Regions from separate parts of the Mus musculus genome. Here region 2 is linked to region 1. Evidence: chromatin contacts called from public capture Hi-C data. All regions are on one chromosome and are shown on one strand. The core of a region is the stretch at or near the end of the contact, and the rest is flanking DNA. Distances in the headings are between cores, read along the strand shown. Region 1 holds the start of Lrrc23 (leucine rich repeat containing 23). Region 2 holds the start of Zfp384 (zinc finger protein 384).

The links. Capture Hi-C pulls out chosen DNA fragments and counts their contacts.
Region 2: a contact with region 1 is called in a capture Hi-C map of macrophages, with 3 times the contacts expected there. The contact joins the promoter of Zfp384 here to the promoter of Lrrc23 in region 1. A contact is called at or near these places in 8 of 39 promoter capture datasets (the C10 cell line, cranial neural crest, frontonasal cranial neural crest and 5 more), 1 of 484 Hi-C or Micro-C datasets (embryonic stem cells), 2 of 115 datasets of contacts at active chromatin or transcription factors (embryonic stem cells and epiblast stem cells) and 4 of 9 other capture datasets (adipose tissue, liver, macrophages and 1 more).

Annotation. Positions count from the first base shown.
Region 1 is chr6:124,777,990-124,781,615 of GRCm38.p6, reverse strand. It overlaps Lrrc23 (leucine rich repeat containing 23), which reads left to right and starts at 1,889. Exons shown (of 8, transcript NM_001302555.1): 1 at 1,889-1,966; 2 at 2,470-2,604; 3 at 2,690-2,799; 4 at 3,271-3,524. The coding sequence starts at 2,488.
Region 2 is chr6:125,007,144-125,010,769 of GRCm38.p6, reverse strand. Zfp384 (zinc finger protein 384) reads right to left here and starts at 1,532. Exons shown (of 12, transcript NM_001372420.1): 1 at 1,271-1,532; 2 at 330-389. It overlaps 4930557K07Rik (RIKEN cDNA 4930557K07 gene), which reads left to right. Exons shown (of 4, transcript NR_130997.1): 4 at 376-594.

The DNA.
Region 1 (3,626 bases), core at 640-3,139:
AAGACTGTATCACTTAACACACTTCCATTTGCAAAGCACTTCCAGTTTTCAGAGCACATTAATGTTTATTCTTTTTGCCTCTTAATCCCAGTACTTGGAAGGCTGAGGCAAGGTTGCTGTGAATTTGAGGCCAGCTTGGGCTACACAGCGAATTCCAGGCCATCCTGGGCTACATGGTGACATTTTGACTCAAAATATCATTTTTAATTTATTTTCTCGCCATAACCTCAGTACTGAGAACACGGGGTGGAAAGGGGTGGGGGAGGGGCAGGGATCTGTTTACTACCGGGTCAACCAAGTGCAAAACCACTTACATTGGTTTTTTTTGGAAAACTCTCTAATTCTTTGAGATAAACGCTGTTTCATTTTGAAGTAGCCCTGCCTAGCCCAGACCATTCTCCTGCTTCAGCTTACAGACAGCTGCTGTTCACAGCCGTGTGCCACCATGCATAATTCAGCAATATATTTATAGATGATATAGGCTGAAGAACACACAGCTTTGAGTAGCAGAGCTGTTTGGAACCCAGGATTTATGCTTTAAAGCTACCGCTGTTGCTAGAGCTCCCGTTCCTTGACACCAAGAGAACAGATTTGTCGATTACGTTCCCCAAACTCGACTGATCCAAAGGAACACTTTCTGACTTCCAGCCCACACATATTCCATCAGACCACTTTGCAATCTTTAAAAAGATTAGTTTACCCAAGTGTATGGTTGTGTGTGTATGTGTGTGTGGGTGGGGAGAGTATGTGCATGAAGGCCAGAGACATTGGATCCCCTGGAGATGGAGTCCTAGATGGTTGGGAGCCACCTTTTGTGGGTGCTGAAAACTCTGCAATTGCACGAGTGCTCTCAACCCCTGAGCCATCTAGCCTCCAATTTGCATTTTATATAAAGCAGGTAACAATTAGTCCCATGTGTTCCTGTATCAAGCATTCTCTTTTCCTTAGACTCCACAAGATAGTGTTAGTTGGGCATGGTTGCGCTCACCTGTAATCCCAGTGTTTAAGAGGCTGGGAAAGGAGTGACTTCGAGGCAGCCTGGCTTACATAGAAAGTCTGCTGCTTCAGAGGAAAACAGCAACAGCGAAGACACAGAGTAACTCAGCAGACTCCTCCCAGTTCTTAACGTTACGTTTATTCTACAGAATTCTAGAGGACTGCTAGTAATCAGCAGATCTACCAAGACTCCAAGCCAGACCTTTTATTTTTTAGATGTATTAATTTTATTATTTTATGTGTAGAGGTCAGAAGATGGCATCAGATCGCTAGAGCAGGAGTTACAGATGGTTTGTGAGTGCTGGGAATAGAGCTGGGTCTTTTAGAAGAACAGCCAGGGCCCTTAATCTCTGAGTTATCTTTCCTGCCAGAGGGGGTCGCAGGGGTCGCAAAGCTGGGTCTTAAAGGTTTGCACCACCAGGCCACCTTCGAAGTAAATGAGCGGAACCCGGCCAGCAACAAATCCCATAACTTAGTATTTCTTGCTTCTCTTCGTGCCTTTCCCCCCTCATCCATCTCCTTTTTGCTTCTTAGGTATAGTCTTAAAGCCCAATTCCTTTGCATCCGGACATCTAATTGCTTTAAGGACTTAATGGCCAGCCCCGCCTCCCTCCCGCTTCTCAGTGCTGCTGTTAATATTGGACCATTGTTTTATGTCCGCCGACAATTAACTCCTTGACACTCTTTTCTCGCCTTCTCCTGGTTCCTGGGATTAGAAATTTGGCCTCGTAACCTGGCAACTACTGAGCTACCCGCTGAGGGTGGAAAGAGGGGCGTTAGGGTTTTTGCTTTGCGGTTGAGGTACTCTAAACTCTCAACGGAAGCTGGCTGCAAAGCTAAGCGTCCCGCCCCTGTTGCCATAACAACAATAAATAACTCCGGCTACCCCGTTGCGTCTTCCAAAAAAACAGTCTTGGCGTCTCAGCACAAAGATCCTCTCCTTAACTACTTCTAGAGGAGCAGAGTCAGGGTCTGCGCCCACTTCTGAAGGCGAACTGGGTTGGAGGGTTGAAGACTTCGTGTCAGGGAAATGGTGGTGTTAAGCAAAGAGGCCGCATTAGAAGAGGGGTTGGGGTGGAAGGGAACCCAACCCGGAGGTGAGGTGTGGGTAAAGAAGGGGAGGAGGAGTAGGTAGGGGAGATTTTAGGAGGACATGTAGAACTGTATCAAAGGGAATTGAGGAAGGAGGACGCTGGGCTGCTGGGACACTGTTGGAGGCAAGTGACAGCAGGAACAGTCCGGGAGTGTGGGAAAGTGTCCTGAAGGGAGCAGGGGTGGAGTGGGAGGAGGCTCCGAGCAGAGACTGGGAGTCCAAAGACGGTCTCCAGCATGAGGAAAGATGCACAAGTGGGAGTTCAGAGGAGACAGACTGTATAGGGCACCTGTAGCTGGAGGTGAGGGACTGGAGGGTTGGGGGGGTGGGAGCTAAGACCTTCTTTCTCAGGACCAGGACTGAGTCTCATCTGACTCCAGAGCGCAGGGCAGAGAAAGATGTCGGATGAAGATGATGTGGATGACGTTGATGCAGAACAGGATGAAGTGGAAAGTGACAAGGAGATAGAGGAATGGGAAGACTACAGGAAAGAGACAGAAGAAGCCTCTGAGGAAGTGAGAGCCTGCTTCAGGAGGGCTCCCGGGGCTCGGGACTAGAGGGGAGCTGGAGAGGGATGCCTGTATTCCCCACCTCTTACAGTGGCTGCCCACCCCCATCACGGAGGCCATGATGAAGGAAGGGCTCTCATTACTCTGCAAGATTGGCAGTGGACTGGCTCACGCTTATATTAAGCTGGAGGCTAAGGACAGGTGAGGACTGCGAGACGGGAGCATCTCGTGCCTTCCCTCTCTCATTCCTGAGTGTTTGGGCTAGAGCTCATGGGAAGACATGGTGGGCTTCGCTTTTCAGAACGTCCGTCCGGGACTCTTAGGTGACTGGGAGGGTAGCTTAGCAGTGGAGAACTTGCCTAGTATGCACAAGGCTCCAGGTTCATTCCCAGCACCAAAAACAACACACTGAAGCTTCTGTGGAGGAGTCTCTGTTTGGCTCCGAGATGTAGCTTAGTAGTATGAAAGGTCGTCTGCCATGTGCAAGGCACTAGTTTTGATCTCTGCACTGAAAAACAAGAAGAAAACCCCACTTGCCTCCTCTTCCCCTCCGTCTCTGTCATCCCAGTACAAGGCTTCTCTGCATTGCTCTCTGTCCTAGCACCTGTGCCGTTTCTCTCTGGGTTCTTATCCTTTCCGGTGGATCTCTCCCCCCCCCCTCCCACCTCCTAGGGACCTCACAGACATCTCCTTACTGCGCTCCTATATCCATCTTCGCTATGTGGATATTTCTGAGAACCATATTACAGACATATCGCCGCTCAACAGTCTCACTCACCTCCTATGGCTCAAGGCCGATGGCAATCAGCTTCGGAGTGCTAGGATGAATGAACTTCCCTACCTGCAGATCGCCAGCTTTTCCTACAACCAGATCATAGACACTGAAGGCATCTTTCACCCCCGTCTGGGAAGCCTGGATCTCAAAGGTGGGTCCTTAGGAAGAGATACACAGACCTTCCCTTCCTAGTGAGGAGCTGACAGAAGCAGGCAGTATATGTTTGGAGGCTGAGCCACGCAGTCATCTGGAT
Region 2 (3,626 bases), core at 283-2,782, 230 kb before region 1:
TACTGTAATCAGAGTCCCTGTGTCTCCACAGCAGAATACATCTCTGACAAAATGTAAGCCCATTTAGTGGCTTCACCTGAGTATTTCACATTTTATTCCTGTTGAGTACCAGTGGCCATGAAAGGGTAACAAAGAAACTACCAATTTTTTACACAAAAACCTCCTGGGTACTATGGGAAACAATAAGAAAAGGCTTTTATCTCTCTCTCTGCAAGCGCTGGTGTTGGTTACTTCAATAATTCTATCACACTGTAAAGGAAAAAAAAAAAAGAAAAACCATTTGAGATGACCCCATCTCTCCCCAAATCATTAAACCAAGATTGTCTTACCCTCTCTCTCTCTTCCTCCTGTCGTCTTATTCCTTCTCCTTTCCAGGGCTCCTGAACTTTCTGGAAACAAAATTGTCTAGGTTACAGAGGCCAGTATGTAAAGGCCACCAGAGAACTGTGGAGAGCCTCACAAGTTGACTGTCAGCAATTTGGAAAGCGGACAGCTTCCCCAACCAACAATCCAAGGATGGAAGGGCTAGAGTCACAGGCGTTGAGTGACACCCACTAAGTGTACATAAGGGAAATAAAGCCAGTTCCCCAAAACTAAGATGAATTCTATTAGCAGCATTTGGGTTCCACTCCTGGGCTCAGACACTTAATTCTTCGTTCCCCCCAGGGCTACAGGGAACCAGGAGTCAGAGGTGAAGGAAGGTCCCTGCTCCTGGGAAGTGGCTTTAGAAAGCAAAGCTGAGGGTAGGGGGGATGCCCTAGCCCTGTGTCAGGCACAGTGCCAAGTTCGGGCCCAGCCACTTCCTCTAGCCTCGCCCCCCCAACCCCCCAACACACACACTTCAGCTAGGACTTCGCCCCCTTCCTACCCAAGGCCTTGTGCCAAGAAGTACTTCCTTCAACCTTCAGTGGTCTATATACTGGAGGCTCCCAGCTGTCCCCCTAAAACCTTCGCTCCCCCGAGACACCGAACCCGGTCCTTCCTCCCGATGTCAAGTCCCACTCCTTCCTCAAAGACCGGTCTCTGGGACGTCCCTCCTTCACCCCTCCAGGGAGCTGAACTCTGCCACCCACTAGACAGGCACCCGCCCCCTAAACCCCCCCCATTCCTCCTCAGCGCCCGCTCCTCCACCGCCGCCACTTCCGGTTCCGGGACAGTCGCACTCACAGTCCCATCGTGGACCCCCCCCTCCCCACTCGCCCGAGGTAAAGGGGGGGGGGGAGGAGCGAGGGGCAGCGGCGCGCACCGACTGCAGCGGCGCGACACTCACCAGGCGGCGGCGGCGGCGGCGACGCCAGCGCCAGAGCCAGCGCGCGGGAGGGGCGGCGGTCACCGGGGAAGGAAGGAGCCGAGGGAGCGGGAGGACCCGCGGGGCGCGGGCTCGGAACCGCGAGGCGGGGCTCGCCGGCATGCACCGCAGGCGCCAGACGGACCCCGACGCTCGGCCGGGCGGCGCGCGAGACACCCGCAGGGCGGGGGCGCGAGGCGAGGTGTGGGGGGGCCCCCGCCCTCCTGGACACTCACCCGGAAGTGGTGCTGCGGCTCGTGCTCCCGGGAACCCCGAGTCCTCCACGCCCACTCCCCCCCCACCCCCCCCAACAGCTTCAATGTGCAGTCGTTTCTCGGAGAAGGCGGGAGAGCCGGAAACGAAAACGGGGGGGGGGAGGAAAGTAGCGGGGGGAGGGCGGCAGCAGGAAAGGAAAGGGGGGGGAAACAGGTCAGAGTCCGAGTCACTTCCGAGAGCCGCTCGAGCACATCCGGTGCTGTTAGGGCTCGGACATCTTGAGGGCAGAAGTTACGACACGTAAGGGCGGAAGTAGCTCCTTACCCGGGGACCGGTGGAGCGCTCGGTGGATGTGACGCCCAAACCGGACGTGAAGGCAGCGTGTGTTAAAGGGCTGAAGCTGAGCATCAGGAGAGCGTTCCCGGGCTTCCGGAAGAGACCTCTGGGGAAGTGGGAGGATGGAAGCTAGACGGGTTCATGAATTATGCATCAAGACACTAAAGACAGTTTAGATCGCCCCTCTTTTTCTAGATTTGCTTTACTTTTATGTGCGTTTATCTGTGCCTATGCATGCCGTGTGTGTACAGGAGTTACCGCTACCTGCTTCCAGCTTCACTGTGTGCGATCTGGGAACCGAACCTCCGGTCCTCTGGAGGAGCGGCCAGCTGAGCCAACTCTTCACCATGCGGAATCCTTTTTGATTTATTTTTCGAGACAGGGTTTCTCTGTATAGCCCTGGCTGGCCTGGAACTCACTTTGTAGACCAGGCTGGCCTCGAACTCAAAAATCCCCCTGCCTCTGCCTGGGGTTAAAGGCGTGCGCCACCACGCCCGGCAAAGATTTATTTATTTTTTTATTTATTTGAGTACACTGAAGCTGTCTTCAGACACACTAGGAGAGGGCATTGGATCCCATTACAGATGGTTGTGAGCCATGATCGCTGGGAATTGAACTCAGGACCTCTGGCAGAGCAGTCGATGCTCTTAACCACTGAGCCATCTCTCCAGTCCGACCATGCGGAATCTTAAAAAGACGGGAGTCACAGCTCATTTCTTAATGGACTAGGTTGTTGTAGGACGTTACCCTTTTTTCTTGGATCTTCCCGAATGTCTTTTTGCTGAGCTAGAGTGGGGGAAACTAATTTCTTTGAATATTCAAGAAAGGTAAGAAGGCCCATAGTTGTTTGAGGTTTCGGGATCGGTGCTATCAAAGTTCAATCGGTCTTCCTCTGACCACTCCGTTACTCTTTTCACTTTGGTCTTTTCTTTTTGCCAACACCCACATCTCTTATCTTCTTACCGGGTTTTAATTCTAAGTACAACATTCAGCGTACCTGCTGTTGTTTACAGCTCACCTGGTGTTGTTGCCCAGCTCCATAAGGGCAAGGACTTTGAATTGCTCCCGATGGTATCACCAGATCCCAGAATTTGTTAAGCATTCCAGTAAACGTTTGATACGTAAATGAACATTATAAACTATTGCAGGAAACTCCCTGATTGCTGCAACCCAAAGGGTTTTTTTAATTTTTCATAGCATTTACTGTGTTTTTGTCGTTTGTTTGTTTGTTTTTGAGACAGGGTTTTTTTTGTGTGTGTGTAGCCTTGGCTATCCTGAAACTCTCCCTGCAGACCAAGCTGCCCTTGAACTCAGAGACCCATCTGTCTGCCTCTGCCTCCCGTGACCCAGCTATGTCTCTGTCTTCGAGACCGGAGCTTACTTTGGTGTATTTAAAACTGGCCTTGAACCCTTGATCCACTTTCCTCCACCTCCTAAGTAGTAGGATTTTTGAGATCTCTTAGTCTATTGCTTTTACTGTTAACTTTAATTAATTTATATATCTGAATCCCTACTAAGATTGTCAGGACTTCCTATGTGTCTCTATCTGTCTACCTTATCTCCCTTTCCTACCTTCACTCCCTGTCAACTGGTCTCTTGTTCTTCCTCTTGACCCATGACTGACTTTATTTAATCCCGTTTACAATAAACAGAAAGCTCATAGATTTAAAAAAAAAAAAAAGATTGTCAGGAATCTGATTCACATACTGAAATAATATATGTGTAAAGTCACAGATGCTGACCCTGTAGAGCTCAGCTTCCTTCTATCTCGGGCCTTCCCTAAGCT